2 separate regions of the Mus musculus genome follow, and region 1 is linked to region 2. The links are chromatin contacts, called in public HiChIP or PLAC-seq maps. All regions are on one chromosome and are shown on one strand. Each heading gives the region's core, a stretch centred on a gene start, on an enhancer-like site or on the middle of the called end of the contact. The rest is flanking DNA. Distances are from core to core; before and after follow the strand shown. Region 1 overlaps Gramd4 (GRAM domain containing 4). Region 2 overlaps Celsr1 (cadherin, EGF LAG seven-pass G-type receptor 1).

Region 1 (3,480 bases), core at 909-3,408, 140 kb after region 2:
AGCTGTGCATAGGGCCTGGGACGTGTATGTGTTTGGAGACAGGGCTTGTATGGGGCTGGCTGTCAGTGTAACGTCAGTCTACTGTTGTGTGCAGATGGTGTGACATTGACAATGACCAGAAGAAGTCTGGAGGGGCCCCCTGCCCTACTGGGTCTCCACCGTTGCTCTTCGTGTTGGGGAGGGGCAAAGGCTCACAAGTACTGGCATAAGGTCCACAGGGCCACGAGCCTGTGGTGATGAAGCCTGGAGTCCTGACTAAAGCAGGGCACTGTCCTGTCTTGCTGAGGCTCTCTGTGTTCTGTTGCTTTGTAATGGGGTGGTGGCTTCTACACTGGATCTTAGCCAAAAGGCCAAGAAGTGATGAGGTAGTGACCTCTGTCAGGTAGAGACATGAGGATAAAGTTGGGTCTCTGAGGAACTCTGAGATGTCCCAACTATGTCTCGCCTTCCCAGCAGCCCTTATGCACAGTGACCTCTGGTCAGGGCAGGGAGGAACCCTGCCCCTGACACTCTCCACCCCCTCAGTTTCTACACTGGCATCATCTGGTTTTGCCCAAGCCACCTGCTGGCCTCTAGGCTAACACCCACCTACCTTTTCCTTGCCTCGCCCCTGGGTACCAGCTTCTCCCAGACTCTGCCTGTCAGTGGGTGTTGTGGACAGAGACCACTTGCCGAGCCATCCTGGGCTGTGTCCTTCTTGACAGTACATTTACTGTGACATTTATATAAGGAGCCACCCACCAGCCTCAACTCTGACCTTCGGGTCCTTGCTAGGTTAGTGAGGCGGACTAGAGGTCCCGATGTCCTACTAACTTAGAAATGAATCAAGGCTGTTTCTGACTGTGACCAGAAAGGAGATGGGCACTCTCGCTGGCTCTGTGACATGTGGTGTTCTGGGTCTCCTCTGACCTTCTCTTTAAAGTGAGACTCTCTTGACCCGGCTCCTCTTCCAGATTATGCCTAGATATAGCTCCCTGTAGGACCTGCTTCGGTCCTCCAAGACCTAGTGGCAGGTCAGAGGTCACGGGCAGGCTGTCCACTGGTTGCCTGGTGTCTATCCGGGAGGCCTCCGAGTCTGCCTTCCGCCCCTACCGCCTCCCACTACCGCCTCCCACTCCTTCCTGCTTCGTCCCCACCTCCATCTTGGTTCCCTCACAGCCTTCGGGGGCTGAAGACATTCCAGGCTGTGTTTATGTGGGTTGTGTCGATGGCTGCCTCTCGTACCAGAAGTTAAAGCAAAAAGACTTTAAAGATATTTATTAACTTACTGAATAATGTCCATGACAACCCCACTCCACGTCAGCCAGCACCCACAGCACATGCTCACTTAGAAAAATTACGAGAAGGAGGACGGAGAAGAGGGGCACCTGCATCGCTGTAGCTCTCCACAGGGTCCGCTGTGACGGGACAGCCCAAGGATGGCCAGGTGTGCTTCCGTAGGTGCTTTGAGCAGAGGTTTGTGGACACCTCAGCCCCGACTGCTGATTCCATTCTCTTGTACGTGGATTCAGAGGTCAGCTCGCTGGGTCACTGGGTCTTTTCAATCTTAGAGGGACTGTCTTCCTGCTGTTCTCCATGATCCCCTGTGGTTGTGTCTGTGCACATGCACATGCACACACACACACACACACACACACACACACGAATGCACACACACTGCCACCACCACCAGCAGCACAACTGCCTGGAAACAGGCCCCTCAGTTCCTCCACTCACCCTGCCTCATTCCCGGGCTCACATCCTGGCAGGGGCCCCAGAAGAGGACTAGAGCAGCAAGACCAGATTCCATCTTCTACCATGTGATGGCCGTATCTTTCCTCCCTGATTCCTGTTTCTTCATCTCTTAAGAAAGGAAGGCCTCTGTAGTCAGCGTAGAAAGTTCCAGGGTTTTTTTCTTAGTGTGTGTCACGCCTAGAGACAGAGATGAGGAGCCTGGAACCCAGCTGCTGTCCATGGGCTTCACTGAGGTGTGGCCTGGGAAGTGCCAAGCAGGTCGCTTATCCTCAGGGGAGCATGGCTGGCATCGTTGAAGGCTGGAGGGGCTAATTACCTGTGGCCAGTTCCTGCTACCTCTGCTGCCCCATGCAATTGGGCAGAGCCTCCCAGATGAACCCAGAGCTGCCTGCTGGTTTCCATCTCCACGACCTGTGCTCATTTCCTGAGTCTTGACCACCGCCTTGTCACCTCTCTGAGTCACAGGTCACTTGGCACCCCATACTGTGCTTGAAATGAGATGATTCTTAATAAGATTTCCCTGCCATTTCCTCTCTGTTTTTTTCTGTTGAGAGGACACTGGCCACACTGCCTTCCCTGCATATCCACCAGCTGACTTTTTTTTTTAACCTCAGTGGAGTTGTCGTCCTGGGCTGTCACTGTCTGTCCCTCAGGCTAGGGACACTCTTCTCCCTCCTGAGTCTAGCATTCACAGCTCCAGCAATATCACCCTCTACTTGTCTGGACCTCAGCCCCAAAATCAAGTGTACCTAAAACTCATGTCTACAATCCTGGCACTCTGGAGGCTGCTGCAGGAGAATGGCTGCTAGTTTGGAGCTAACCTGGGTACATAGTGAATTACAAGCCAGCCTTGGCTCCAGCATGAGATCTTGTCTCAAACAAGGATGATTAAAAAAAAAAAAAAAAAAAAAGCAGCATGCCTGGCACATAGTAGGTGCACCCAGAACACCTAGTAGGATCTTTAATGTCCCCAAGCAGTGGCACACTCACACACTTTATCTTTACTGACTGGCTGGAGCCTCCCTTGAAGTCCTCTCAGACTGTAGCACTCCCAGGAACACTTGTCTTCCTACCACTTTGCCTGTGGGCTACCCTGAAGACTGTGCCTTAAGACAGCTCTGATTGCAGCATGCGGCTTTCAGATTACCTGTGTTGTAGGCTTCAGTTGTACCCAGAGGGCTTTGCAACTTGCTTTAAAATTTTTCTCCTGTCCATGGGACTTGAGAGTTTTTTGGTTTGGTTTAGTTTAGTTTTTGTTATTATTGTTTTGAGACAGGGTTTCTTTGTGTAAACCCCGACTGTCCCGCAACTCACTCTGTAGCAGAGGCTGGCCTCGAACTCAGAGATTCACATCCCTCTGCCTCCTGAGCGCTAGGATTAAAGGCGTGAGCCACCGCCCACCTGGCTGAGACTGAGTTTTAAAGCAGTGGCTACAAGTGAGGGGTGCCCAGGGGTTGAGGGCTGCCAGGCTGGCAGGAACCATCTCCCTGGTGAGTACTGGTTTAGATATAAAATATTTGATAGCAGTGCTGTGCTGGCAATGCCGGTCGGAACATATTCAGGGCTTGCCCGATCAGCGTGAGAGTCTCAGGCATGGCCTCTGATATCAGCTGAGCCAAGCTAAGAAAACTGGAAGTGACTGGAAGGAAGGAACCTGGTTTGGTAGCTCATGGGCTCTTCAGCTGGGAAGCTGTTTAAAGCCAGAGTCAGGGTTAATTAGGGACTCCCACCTGGCTTGTCCCTCAC
Region 2 (3,516 bases), core at 985-3,484:
GGTGAGTTGGACCATCCTCCTCCTGTGAGGTGGGACATCTGTGTGAAGCTCTAAGTGACACTGCAAGAGTTGCAGGGACAAAGGCCAAGGGGAAGGAACTCTGGTTTCCCCCAGGGCTACCATCTGGTTCTGAAGACTCAAACTTCAGCAATTGCTGAAGAGTGTCCTGCAGGCCCATGGGATAAGGACCACAATCCCAATCCCAGCAAGGCTGGATGGGCCAGCATCTTCAAGCAAGGCTGGATGGGCCAGCATCTTCAAGGCTTTGCGCTGGGACAACAAAAGGCTATGATTCTTGTAGTAAACAAGAATCAGCAGATCTTGGAGGAACAGATGCATGGCTTTGACTCTCTCAAGTCTGTGACTACACCTTTAATCCCAGCTCACAGGAGGCAGAGGCAGGTGGGTCTCTGAGTTTAAGACCAGCCTGGTAGAAAATGTGAGTTCCAGGACAGCTAGGGCTACACTGAGAAGCTGTCTCAAAAAAAAAACAAACAAAACAAAACAAACAAACAAAAAAAAAAACAAAAAGGATGGACAGAAACCCTATAGGAAGAAGCGCTGGTACAACTATATCAGCAGACAGAGCAACTTTAAGGCAAGCACCATCACCAGAAAGGGCACATGATGACCATAGCCAGTTAGCCAGAAAAGAAAGGAAGCTGATTGTCGAAGTTCAGAATCAAATTGCCACCATGGCAAACAGCAAATATGACAATGGCATAGGGTTTTTAGAGGCTTTTGGTTTTTTGGTTTTCTGGTTTGTTTTGGTTTGTTTGTGTGTGTGTGTGTGTGTGTGTGTGTGTGTGTGTGTGTGTGTGTGTGTGTTTGTTTTTGAGACAGGGTCTACACAGCCCAGACTGGCTTCCAACTTCCTAAGTAAGCCCAGGGTGGCCTTGAGTTTCAAATCCTTCAGTTTCTACTTCCTAAAATCTGGGATTACATTCCACCTGATTTATGCAATGTTTAGTGTGTAGCCCAGGGCCTTGTATGCACAAGGCAGGCAATCTACCCACTGAGCTACACCACCAGCCCCTGACACGGTCTGGGCCTGTGTCACCACAATCAGTGCCACGGTCTCAACACATGTGGCTCTCCTTGCTTAACGACAGCAGAGAACACATTCTTTTCAAGTCCACACAGAATATTGACGAAGGCTGGTTGGATCCAGGCTTTAAAGCAAGTCTCGACACATTTCCAAGGGCTTAAACTCAGGGGGCCCAAGTTGTGTGGCCTCTAACCATTAGAAACAATATCAAAGGTTTCAATACAAAGTGTCTCATGCTGGTTAACTCAAGGTACTCCACAGGCCTCAGGAGAAACCCTGACAGAAAGGACTAATGTCAATACCGATGCATCTTGACTTTGGTCTCCGCCACTAGCTGATTTTGGAAGGTAATTTTCACCATTTTACATATTGCTTCCTTTGCCTCACACAAGTTTCCTGGGCTATTCTCTCTCACTGGCCTTGCTGGCAAACCCCTCAAAAAAAAGAGATCAACAAGGAAGTTGAAAATGGCATGTGTCTGCAACAAAAGGAGAGGCTGTGAATAAACCCCAGGACAGGGACAGGAGCAGCCACCCATCGTGTACTTCTACTCGATTCAAGACAGATGTCAACAACAGTATGGTTATTCTGCTCGATGATATAGCTGGATCTGGGCTGCCTGACAGCAATTAGCTAACTTGTCCAGGCTTTGGCCTGACACGGGATGGGGACATTCAAACTGCTGCATCACAGCACTCTCTTGGCAGTCAGGACACCACAAGCTGAACATGTCACACAAACCCTACCCCCACCCCCAATTCCTGTTAGAGCAGCCTCTGCGAACCATAACAAGGTGGCCCCTTGGGTTGCTCATGAGGTCTACAGGACCCCTTAAAGCCCTCCTTGGTGTATCCAGTCTTTAATTCTGTGGCTACCAGAGTTAGTCAGGGCTAACCTTGCTGAACAGAGCCTTTTTCCCTCCAGGTACACTAATGACAGCTTGTAGGCGCCCGTCATCACCTGAATGAAAACGGCCAATTTAATATGTTCCGACAGAGCAACACCCACAGAGAAATAGCATCCCCAGGCAGGGCGGTGCTTCCAAGTTCAGGCCAAAGTGAGCTTCTGGCCAGCCGGGAACCTTGTGAAATTACAGCTAATGAGGAAAGAATTTGCCATGCACACCAACAACCCCCAACCTCTGGGGCTGTGACCTCAGGTAAGTGGGCAGGCACAGGCTAGAGGCTGGCTTCTGTCTGGGCTGATGGCCCCACCCTCCAGCCAATGCAAACAAATCTATCCAAGGGCCCTGTGACCTCTGGCAGCGAGCTGGAAGAAGGGAGGGCTCTGGGCATCCCTGACTCCTCCCACTCTCTGAGCTCTGCTGAGGGGTTCTCTGGCTGACTCAGGATCCATGGGGCCTAGGTTACACGAGCCTCTAGCTTCAATTTGCCTCACGTGAAATGGGAGCTTGGTACAGACACTCCTTAGGGTCCACCTCTCCTCTGACTATCTCCGACTCCACTCCAGCTGCCTGACTGGGATGAAGAACAAGAATCCAGGGCCCAGGAAGTAGAAGAAACAAGCTATGGCTTTATGAGGACATGGGGACAGCAGGGGCCATGGGAATTCCAGGAGCCACTACCCTTAAAGCTTGGGTCAGACCTCATTCCTCGGGAAGGGAAGAGACAGATATCCAGTAGAGGCTGTGCTGAAGGGGAGGAGGGAGAAGGAGACAGAGGATGACCTATGGGGAAGGAAGTCTACGGGCACCAGGGCTTGTTACATGCACTCACATACATACGGACACACAGAGAGATGCATGCACTCATGCATAAACATACATACACATGAGCACACAAACACAAACATACATACACATATGGGCACGCATGCACTCACAGACATATACACAAACGTGCACACAAACATAAATACACGGTCACGAACACATGCAAACACAGACACGTGCATAAAGACATGCCCAGTTATACACACAGATGCACGCGCACACATGCTCAGACACATTCACATACGTAGGCAGACACGAGCACACAGAGAGACATAGGCACACATGCATGTGCTTACATATACAATCTTTGGAAAAGCCTGAAAGAAAGAAAGACATACTTAGTTACTAGTTCCTCCAGATTTGAGCCCAAATCCTTGCTAGGGCATGATTCCTCTAAGTGACCATTGACAGTGACCTCTGGGCCTCCTGACTACTGCGAGTGTTAACTCCAAGGAAAGCCAAAACTGGAGAATTCTGACCCTGCCCAGGAATTATGGGCCATGGTTTATACAAGAAAATCTGTCTGGTCAGTGCCAATGTCAGAGATACAAGGGCAGAGTTGGGGGCTCAGTGGGACCTCCTGGTCAAGTACGGATTCCCAGACAGAGGGCTCATCCGGAACCTCGGAACCTCGGAGCCTTGGATAAGGGCTCTCTCTACTGTACAGACAGTGGAGGGCTGGAAAGTGAGGGTAGCTCAGTGAGACAGCCCTGGGTGATCCCCACAAAGGAGTAGC

Evidence for each region. HiChIP or PLAC-seq counts read pairs in DNA pulled down with a chosen protein or histone mark.
Region 1: a contact with region 2 is called in a FOXA1 HiChIP or PLAC-seq map of pancreatic cancer cells. The contact joins two enhancer-like sites. A contact is called at or near these places in 1 of 39 promoter capture datasets (pre-B cells), 3 of 115 datasets of contacts at active chromatin or transcription factors (embryonic forebrain, epiblast stem cells and pancreatic cancer cells) and 2 of 9 other capture datasets (adipose tissue and pancreatic islet).

The regions. Positions count from the first base shown.
Region 1 is chr15:86,077,928-86,081,407 of GRCm38.p6, forward strand. The region is part of intron 1 of Gramd4 (GRAM domain containing 4); the gene reads left to right. Among named protein-coding and RNA genes, the nearest start is that of Gm15722, 12 kb to the right of the region's middle. Within about 2 kb of position 2,159, at least 67 of the 459 cell types and tissues checked have an H3K27ac peak or open chromatin away from gene starts, as enhancers often do. A contact at or near this core is called in pancreatic cancer cells, where this site is marked.
Region 2 is chr15:85,933,562-85,937,077 of GRCm38.p6, forward strand. All of the region lies in intron 9 of Celsr1 (cadherin, EGF LAG seven-pass G-type receptor 1), which reads right to left. Among named protein-coding and RNA genes, the nearest start is that of Trmu, 56 kb to the left of the region's middle. Within about 2 kb of position 2,235, at least 73 of the 459 cell types and tissues checked have an H3K27ac peak or open chromatin away from gene starts, as enhancers often do. A contact at or near this core is called in pancreatic cancer cells, where this site is marked.